Regions from separate parts of the Hordeum vulgare genome. Here region 2 is linked to region 1. Evidence: chromatin contacts called from public Hi-C data. All regions are on one chromosome and are shown on one strand. Each heading gives the region's core, a stretch centred on a gene start, on an enhancer-like site or on the middle of the called end of the contact. The rest is flanking DNA. Distances are from core to core; before and after follow the strand shown. Region 1 holds the start of LOC123443300 (probable transcription factor GLK2). Region 2 has its middle 370 kb from the start of LOC123443300.

What was found. A called contact is a pair of places that touch in the nucleus more often than the background predicts.
Region 2: a Hi-C map of leaf shows a contact between it and region 1, with 4 times the contacts expected there. The contact joins the enhancer-like site here to the promoter of LOC123443300 in region 1. A contact is called at or near these places in 3 of 6 Hi-C or Micro-C datasets (leaf and seedling).

What each region holds. Positions count from the first base shown.
Region 1 is chr3H:147,000,913-147,005,252 of MorexV3_pseudomolecules_assembly, forward strand. LOC123443300 (probable transcription factor GLK2) reads right to left here and starts at 2,101. Exons shown (of 6, transcript XM_045119637.1): 1 at 1,053-2,101; 2 at 1-71. The coding sequence starts at 1,658.
Region 2 is chr3H:147,374,908-147,379,247 of MorexV3_pseudomolecules_assembly, forward strand. No RefSeq gene overlaps it. Among protein-coding and RNA genes, the nearest start is that of LOC123443300, 370 kb to the left of the region's middle. Within about 2 kb of position 2,319, at least 3 of the 3 cell types and tissues checked have open chromatin away from gene starts, as enhancers often do. A contact at or near this core is called in leaf and seedling, where this site is marked.

The sequences.
Region 1 (4,340 bases), core at 851-3,350:
ACCGCCTTGTCCAGCCCCAGCTGCTCCACCGCCTGCACGAACCGCCGGTGCAACTCCGGCGTCCAGTCCACCTGCGATTCCATCATTTCATCAGCCGAGCCAACGGCCATATTTAAGCACGAATTATTTTATTAAAGCAAAGAACATCATTCAAACGCTTCAGATTCAGGCCGGGTACTAAATCGAGCGCCTCACTGAATTATGAGCCTGCTTACCCTAGAACTAGGAACTAGGGAGACGTACACGCACGCACGCACGCACGTACGTATAGGCAAAGAGAGACGAAATTGAGTTGAGAGACAAGACTTTTCATAGGCGCCGCACCGGCCGCGTGTGAGAAAACTTGCACCGAAACAAAGCGGCAAAGAGCAGCTACAGCTACACTGTTTGCTGTTGCTGTATGTGTATGCTACTGTTACCGTGCGTTTCCCGTGACGCTCTCTCTTTCCCTGCCGGCCGATTGAGATCTATCCGTCCGTCGTCCCAAAAAGCTGCCCTGCACGGGGATTTCCATGGCCTATTCATTGCCGCGCAACATTTCGGTGCAAACAACCTCCGTCCACGCGCCTATCCACTGATGACGACCATGTTGCTCAACTACGTACGAGTACGAGTACGAACGAACCCAGCAGCCGCGCGCGAGCGTCAAAGGCGATCAGCTCCTCGCGACGGAGGCAATCACGAGCTGCTGATTCGCCGCGGCTGTACCATGCAGATGCAGGGCCAGGGCCATGCCCATGCCTCGTGCTGCTACGATCGACCGCTACAGCTAGGTCTCTCGTGATTTCTTGGGTCCTGGGTCACTCAGATCTGCGTCTGCCTCGCAGGAGGTGTCGCCGATCGTGAGAAAGATTATGTCAGAGTTTACGCCAGACGGGCAGCGTCATGTGCAGATCGATTGGACTCTATAGACTTTATCCCTTTCTTTCATTCTCCCCCCCCCCCCCCCCCCCCCCGCATACGGTTAACCGAGCTTAATTATGCGTATACCGTGGAGGTGGAGCTAGGGCTAGTGAGAGAGACTGTGAGAGAATGCAGGGCAGTACCTTCACCTTCCGCCTGCCGTGGGAGCTCTTGGTCGCTGCGGCTGCCGACGTCCTCTTGCTGTGGCCCTCTGCCGACGCCGACGACTTGCTGTTCTCGGACCCGACCGCAGCGGAAGAATCGTCCGTCGTCACCGCGCTGCAAACCTCATCGCCCACGATGTTGTTCTTCTTCTTGTTCTTGTCGTTGTCGTGCTGCTGCTTCACATCTTTCTCTTCCGACGACGACGACAGCCCTTTCGTCTCGCCCTTGCCTTCTGGTAATTCCATGTCCATCTCTGCTGGTGGTTCCGTTTCCACGGTCGTCTTCTCGTCGTCGCCATGGTGATGGTGGGTTTCGCAACCGTCTGGCGCTGGCGCTGGGCTCAGCACCGTCGTCGGCTCGTCGGCGAACTCGGCGAGGAGCTCGGTCGGGTCGACCTCGAGGTCGGGGAGGATGTCGTCGTCGCCGTCGTCGACGTGGAAGAAGGGCATGTCGCACGCGCTGAAGTCGATGTAGTCCAGCAGGAAGTCGTCGTCCTCCACGGTGGCCTCCGGGAACCCGACATCGACATGGTGGTCGCCGAGGCTGAATATGGCCGGACTAGGGCTTTGCAGCGTGGCCACCTCAAGCATCCCAATCTCGGCGTACGTAGCTTGCAGGATCGGCAGAGATGGGAACGAATTGACTTGGAAGTAATCTTTGCACCAAACACCACTCTAAATCTCAGCTGACTTGACGATGGCAGCGATCTTGATCGATGGGTAGATGGAGCTACGGGCTATATAGCGACTCGGTTATGAACCTGGGCTTGGTGTGGTAGCAAGATCGGCAGTGCAGTGCATGAGCAGCAGGCAGGCGCAGGCCAGGTAGAGCTCTCTCCAATGGAGATCTCTAATGGATAGGAGGGAGAAGGGAGGAGAGAGGGATGGGGAAGGAGGTTGAGGCTAGTTTGGTGGTGATTTGGGAGTATTAGAGAGCGAGGAGGACGCATGTCCACCACAAACCTCCTTGAGATTTCTCTCTCCACCCTTTATAGGGTCTCTCTCGCTCTCTGCCTCATTTCTCTCTCATAGTCATAGGGTTCTTCCCCCTCCCCTCTCTAACACACACGCACACATCACACTGCTCTGTACATTATACACCGACTGCCACCGAATTGTATGCATGGATGGCACATGACACCAAGACTCCGAGTATTTATCTGTTTCACCTTATCTCACTGACCTGCACGCTGAGAGGGTGTTTGTTTCCAGGGACTTATTGGTTTTGGGACTTAAAAAAGTTCCTATAAGTCCCACCTAAACCAAACACAAGAGACTTATTGGGACTTATTATGATGATTTGGGACTTATCAAATAAGACTCTCTAGTAGGAGCTTATTGGGACTTATTGCTCGTTAGCCCGCGGAAAAAGTCTCCCGCATCGATCGAGTGGCCGCCGCCCTACCCCTCGTCGCTCGCAGGCCCCAGTCGCCGCCGCCCCACCGCCACGTCGCTGCCCGCCCCGTCGCCACCCGGTCCGTCGCCGCCCCGCCCCGTCGCCGCCCGCCCCGTCGCCGCCCCGCCCCGTCGCCGCCCCGCCCGTCGCCGCCCGGTCGTCCCGTTTTCTGCCTCGGTTCGTCCCCCCCCCGCCGCCCCGTTTCTGCGTTGGTTCTCCCCCCCGTCGCCCCGTTTCTGCATCGCTGGAGTTTTCTGGTCCGCATGGTTATGTGAACAAGTGTATTTTATTAGGTGCAACATGAACTTATAAGTCCCTGTAAACAAACAGGTAGGGACTCGGGACTTATAAATCCCTGTAAACAAACAGGTAGGGACTTATGACTTATAAGTTGAGACTTAAAAAAGTCCTAGGACTTATGAAACAAACAGGGCCTGAATTCGACCCAGAAATAATTCTCTTATACATGCATGGCGGTCCAGTAATAGGATAGATGGTTAGATATCTAGGTCTATTTTATAGCCGGTTGTGGCATTTTTATTATCCCTATGAGGATGTCTTTATTATTTTGGAGCTTGTTTCGAACCTCTGAATGTTTATTTTCGATTGCTTAAATAAAGTGGTTGCGTGCATCGTTTTGATGCAGAGGCCGGAGGAAACCTCCTTTTCTAAAAAAAAACATGCATATGCATGCTATATGGTGTTGGCGGATTATTCGTCCACTATATTCTACTCTCTACACAACTTATTGAAGCAAATTGCAAGAAACCATCACATTAAAGACTAGATTAGTAGAAAACACGAGTCTACATTTTCTTTGCAGAAAGCATTGTGTCTACTGTAATCATTTTATAAATAACAATAATCGGCGGCTTTGGTTTGTTTGAGTACGTTTATGACAGATGGGGATGGCTGGTAAGGACGACATGGCACCGCTTAACACCTCACATGTAACAACGACGTTTGTTAACATTGTCATGTTTTGTGGAGCCGTAAGGGGTCCATCTGTCATTGGAAGAAAAAAGAAAAAAACTGCTTTTTTGCTTGCCTTACCTTCACCAACGGACCACCTCGCCGCCACCCGTCCCATCCCAGGACAAGGCAGAGGCCACCGCCGTCGTTGCCGCGTCAAGGGTCTGAACATACAAGGCCTTGCTCGGGACTGAACGATAACCTCGGGCAAGGCCTTACTCAGACTGATCCCCACGTGACCGTCCCCGTCCTCGCGTTGTGCATGCCGTGTCCACAGCTCGTTGTGTGCGAGGCCTGCCTCCCGTCCCGCTCCCGGCTGAGGCTGAGGCCGCACCACCGTTGCCACGCCAACGGCCTGAACAACGGCATCAGGCAAGGCCTTGCTTAGGCTAATCACCATCTGACCGTTGCTCAGTTCGATGGATGGGCGAAGGCCATGAGGGATAGTAGTGGATGTACACCATGCCCGCGGAGTGTTGCAAGTGAGGCCCGCCTACTGTCCCGCTCCCGGCCGAGGCAGAGGCCGCCACCATCGTTGCGCGAGGCCCGCCTACTGCCCCGCTCTTGGTCGAGGCAGAGGCCGCCACCACCGTTGCGAGAGGTGATGGGGATATATATCTAAGATAGGGTCATAGACCTAATCTACATGTAATATCCAAGGGCACTGCATTGGAGGACTTAAAGATTACAAGGAAGGCTCCGACTGAATCACCATGGCGCATGGGTCACTCGACAAAACATCCACTCGGAGGTTTCTCCCTCCATTCGACAGTCGTCTTTCACTCGAAAGAACGAGAAACCAGTCGACCGTAGAAGATCAAGAACCACTCCAGGAAGGCCAACGAGCAGTCATTCGATTGGCCATCATAAGTAGCATTTATTACGTACATTATCAATAATGTTCA
Region 2 (4,340 bases), core at 1,069-3,568, 370 kb after region 1:
GAGGACATGAGAATGGTAGGATACATCTTAGAAACATTCCAAAAAGTAACTGGCCTACAAACTAATTTTGCGAAGAGTGATGCGCTGCCAATTCGTTGTGATGGGATTGACCTCCAACAAGTGTTGCTACCACTGGGTGTCCCCATTAGCACCTTCCCTTGCACCTACCTTGAGATGACACTATCCATCAAGAAGCTTCAGAAGATTCATTATCTTAACATCATGTCCAAGTTTGACAACAAAATGGTGGACTGGAAAGGCAAACTCATGTCCAAGGGTGATAGGCTATTACTCGCGAGAGCGGTCCTACAGTGTCTATTGGTATATATGCTCTCATCACATAAACCTCCAAAGTGGCTTCTAAAATGGTTTGATCAGCGCACAAGAGCTTGGTTTTGGTGTGTGGAAGACAAATGCAATGGACGACAATGGAGGGTAAAATAGGAGGTTATCTGCCACCCCCAACCAGTTGGGAGGTCTTGGGCTGCTTGACATGGATACATTTGCGCTTGCGCTCAGAATAAGATGGATTTAGCTAAGATGGTCCGCCGCAAATATTCCGATTGTTGGCGCGGGTGGGCCCTGTGATGATAAGGATTTTGTGATCTTTGTCGGCGCTACAAAAATAAACATCAGGGACGGAAAAACTGCGCTATTCTGGAAGAATGCTTGGCTTCACGGGATGGCGCCAAGGGATATTGCACCAGCGCTGTTTGAGGGCTCATGCAGAAAAGGAAGAAGTGTCTATGATGCGTATTTACAGTATAATTGGCTTCATGATCTGTAGTGCCAATGGAGTGATGACATGATTGATGAGCTCGCTGAGCTCTCCGCTCTTTTGGAACAAATACAACTGAACCCAATGGTAAACGACTCCGTCATGTGGCAGTTGACAACTGATGGAACATACTCCTTCAGATCATCCTACCATTTTCAATTCGAAGGTCTGACTAACTATCAACTATACACCACTGTATGGCGGACTTAGGCGCCTACCAAGTGCAAGATTTTTCTATGGATGGCCATGCAAAACAAGATCCTCACTACGGATGTGCTGCTTCTGAGAGGATGGGAAAATAATTACTTCTGCACATTATGCATCCGCTGCCTTGAGACGACCACCCATCTTCTCTCAGAATGCCTTTGGTCGAGGAAGGTCTGGGATGCCATGGCCGTCACAACAGGCATGCCATCCTTATAATCAGCAACTTCGAAATGCTGAGGGATCTCTCAGTGAGTGGCTTGAGTGTATAAGTTCAAAAGGCTAGGACGCAAGACGAAGGAAAGGGGCAAAGGCACTCGCAATGATGATCTGCTAGTAACTATGGGTGAAACGTAATCGCGGGATTTTCACAAGGAGAAACCGGTAGCAATGCTTGTTAATGGAATAAGAGATGAAGCTGCCACTTGGTAACTGGCAGGATGCCCAATACCTTTTGATCCGAGCTAAAACCTTAGACTCGGCTCTCTAGGTTGCCTCACAAAGCCGACAGCAGTTGTATTTTACAATTTTTTTCCTTGATCTATGACCTCATGTTGTATTTGGCCGTCGGCCTTTCTTCTACTTAATAAAATCACAGCAACTCTTCTACTGCCTTTTTTCTTTTAAAAAAATAGGATGTTGTTCCATGGAAACAGTGGATGGACAGTTGAATTTAATGGCTTAATGAAATCACAGCAACTCTTCTACTCCCTCCATCACATTATATTGGACGTATCTCAGAGGGCTTCTCGGACATAAATGTTTTTCTATTGATAGGAAAAACCGAGCCGGCGAGCTGTAAAAAGCGCCTAATTAATCACAAGACTGATGCATTAGTACCCCGTCCACTAAACGAACGACTTCCTTGCATGCATTGATGGAGACGGTTTTTAAAATACCCCAATTAATAGGCTAATTAATGCAATGCGCCTTATTTCCTTTTAATTATGAAAAATTATCGTTTTGAAGATACGCTCAATATACTGTGACGGAGGAAGTACTGTCTTAAAAAAAAGGCTGTTGTTTCATGGAAACAGTGGATGGGCAGTTGAATTTAATGGTTCCATATGAAAATCACAAGCCAAGCGCACATCTTGGTGGTCCACACAGGCACAGTACCAGTAGATGCCACCCGGTCGCCCCTTTGTCCATTCCCTCACGAAGCCTACGGGCGCGCCACCGGCAGCCAGGCATGCATCTCGCAGAGCGAACGAGGGGAGAGCGACTCGTGAACGGGAGCGTCCGTGCGAGCCAAAGAGAGGGTGGGACAGCGACGGCGATACATGGCAGCGGGAGCCTGTCCGCCTCTCCGTGTCTGTGCACGATAAAAAGAGCTCTGGTCTGCCGCGAGGGGCCGCGGCACGTACTACGCTACTTGTCCCTTGAATCTTTTCCCACGGTGTCCATACGCGCGTCTTCTTCTGCCCGCCCCCTTTGCGTGACGCTCGTATTTCCGCTGGGTTTTGTGGTGAAGCGTACGGCGGCGAGGTGGAAGCGGAATCGTCCTTCCGCATCTTGGCTGGAGCGGACCGCTTTCTTTCAAATCGGCGCAGCGGATCGGGATAGACATTCTCGGCGCTCATGATTCAGGGCATGGACTTGCGCCTTGTACAGCAAGAGCAGCATCCAATGGCGCACCCCCACGGGTTCGATCGAGGGTGCTGCTGTGACATTGGGCTGGCTTGCCGACGAAAACGTTTACTTTTCTCTGCGTCTACGTTGTTTCCTCACATCCTCGAGTCCTCACACGAGGCCTGTTACCGTACCAATTATTAGTACGGTTATATATATGGAGAAATGTATAAATCCGATGTTTGATCATACTTGCTTTGCTTGTGCGTCGTAGTCATGCATATGTCGGGCACATACTTAGAGCAAGTCCAACGACTGATCCAAACAAACGGTGATTTTATCCGGTTTTGTTCGTTTGGGTCGGTCAGACGGACATAAACGTCGACTTTTGCGTTTGGGTCAGCGCATGCGTCCATCGCTGACCCGACCCATTTTAACGACGCGAGAAAGAAAATGCATGCACATTTAAAATAATAATAACATTAATTAAACATTAAAGCCGACCACAAAGACCGACGAGAATCCACACGTTCATATTTGCATTTAACAAAATTAAAAACAACCTAAACTACGAGTAGACGCGCTGCCCTAGGCCTCGTGGTCGTCGTCCTGGAGGTCCGTGAAGTCGATGAGCATCGGCGGAAGTCCGTCCCAGGGGAACGTCGTGTTCCACAAGGCGTTCATATCGGGCGCGGGCTATTCCGCGGCCTGGCGCACCTCCTCCTCGGTGTCGTGCTCGAGCATCTCGAGGTACTCGCCGTGGCGGCACTCCTCGACCAGTCGTTGCTTGCGTCGATGTTCGAGTATGCCGCCTCCTGCGCTGGCGTCGCCCCAACCCGGACCGGTGGTGCACTGACCCACTCGTGCACTACTCCCGTCCAGGAGTAGCGCTCGATCGGCTCAGGCTCCGGCTCGTCTTTGGCAAGGGACGGCGGGGTGGTGTCAGCGCCACTCCGCCTGGTGCACTGGCACGTTGACGCGCTGCCTCGGCTCGCGAGCTGACGCCGACAAAGGCGAGAGGAACTCCGAGGGAAAAGGATTGACGGGGGACTTACCCTTGCCCTTGCTGCCATTGGCGCCGGAGAAGAGCCCATCCAGCACGGCTGGGATGTATAGCGTTTGCCGGCGACGGGGGAGCGAGTGTGCCTAGATGGGGACGGGGGCTGGCTAAAAGCAGATGAGCACGGCCCCGCCGTACGGGCGGTTTAGAAAAAGACGACCGTCGTCGCTGACACGTGGGTCCGAGGTCATAAATTAAGCTGACCAGGTAGCCCGTGAGCAGTTGGGCGACCGTTAGGTAGGGACGCAGCGGACACCGAAAAGGCACGGGTGGCGTCTGTTTGCCGTCCGCACCGACGCATTTGAGGCGTAAATTTAGACCGCAAATGCGTCGGCACGGACACAAAGCGAACTCAATTTGGGTTTGGGACGGCACGTTGGGTCTCCTACTTTTTTCGCGCCAACTCAAACGAACGACGACGAACGAAATGGGTCACTCCATTTCTTACTGGTACTATATTTTCTATCCCTTGCGCTACATCATGAATTCATAAAACGTCTTTTATAAAAAATATTTTTTCTGTATTTAAATAATTATAGTTCTAGAAAAGTACTGTCACAGTTATACAGTTATGACATATGCACACACTACGTTACCCATTATTAGTACGGTTATATATGGAGAAATGTATAAGTCCGATGTTTGATCATACTTTCTTTGCTTGTGCGTCGTAGTCATGCATAGGTCGGGCAATCATAATATTTTTTCTGTATCTAAATAATTGTA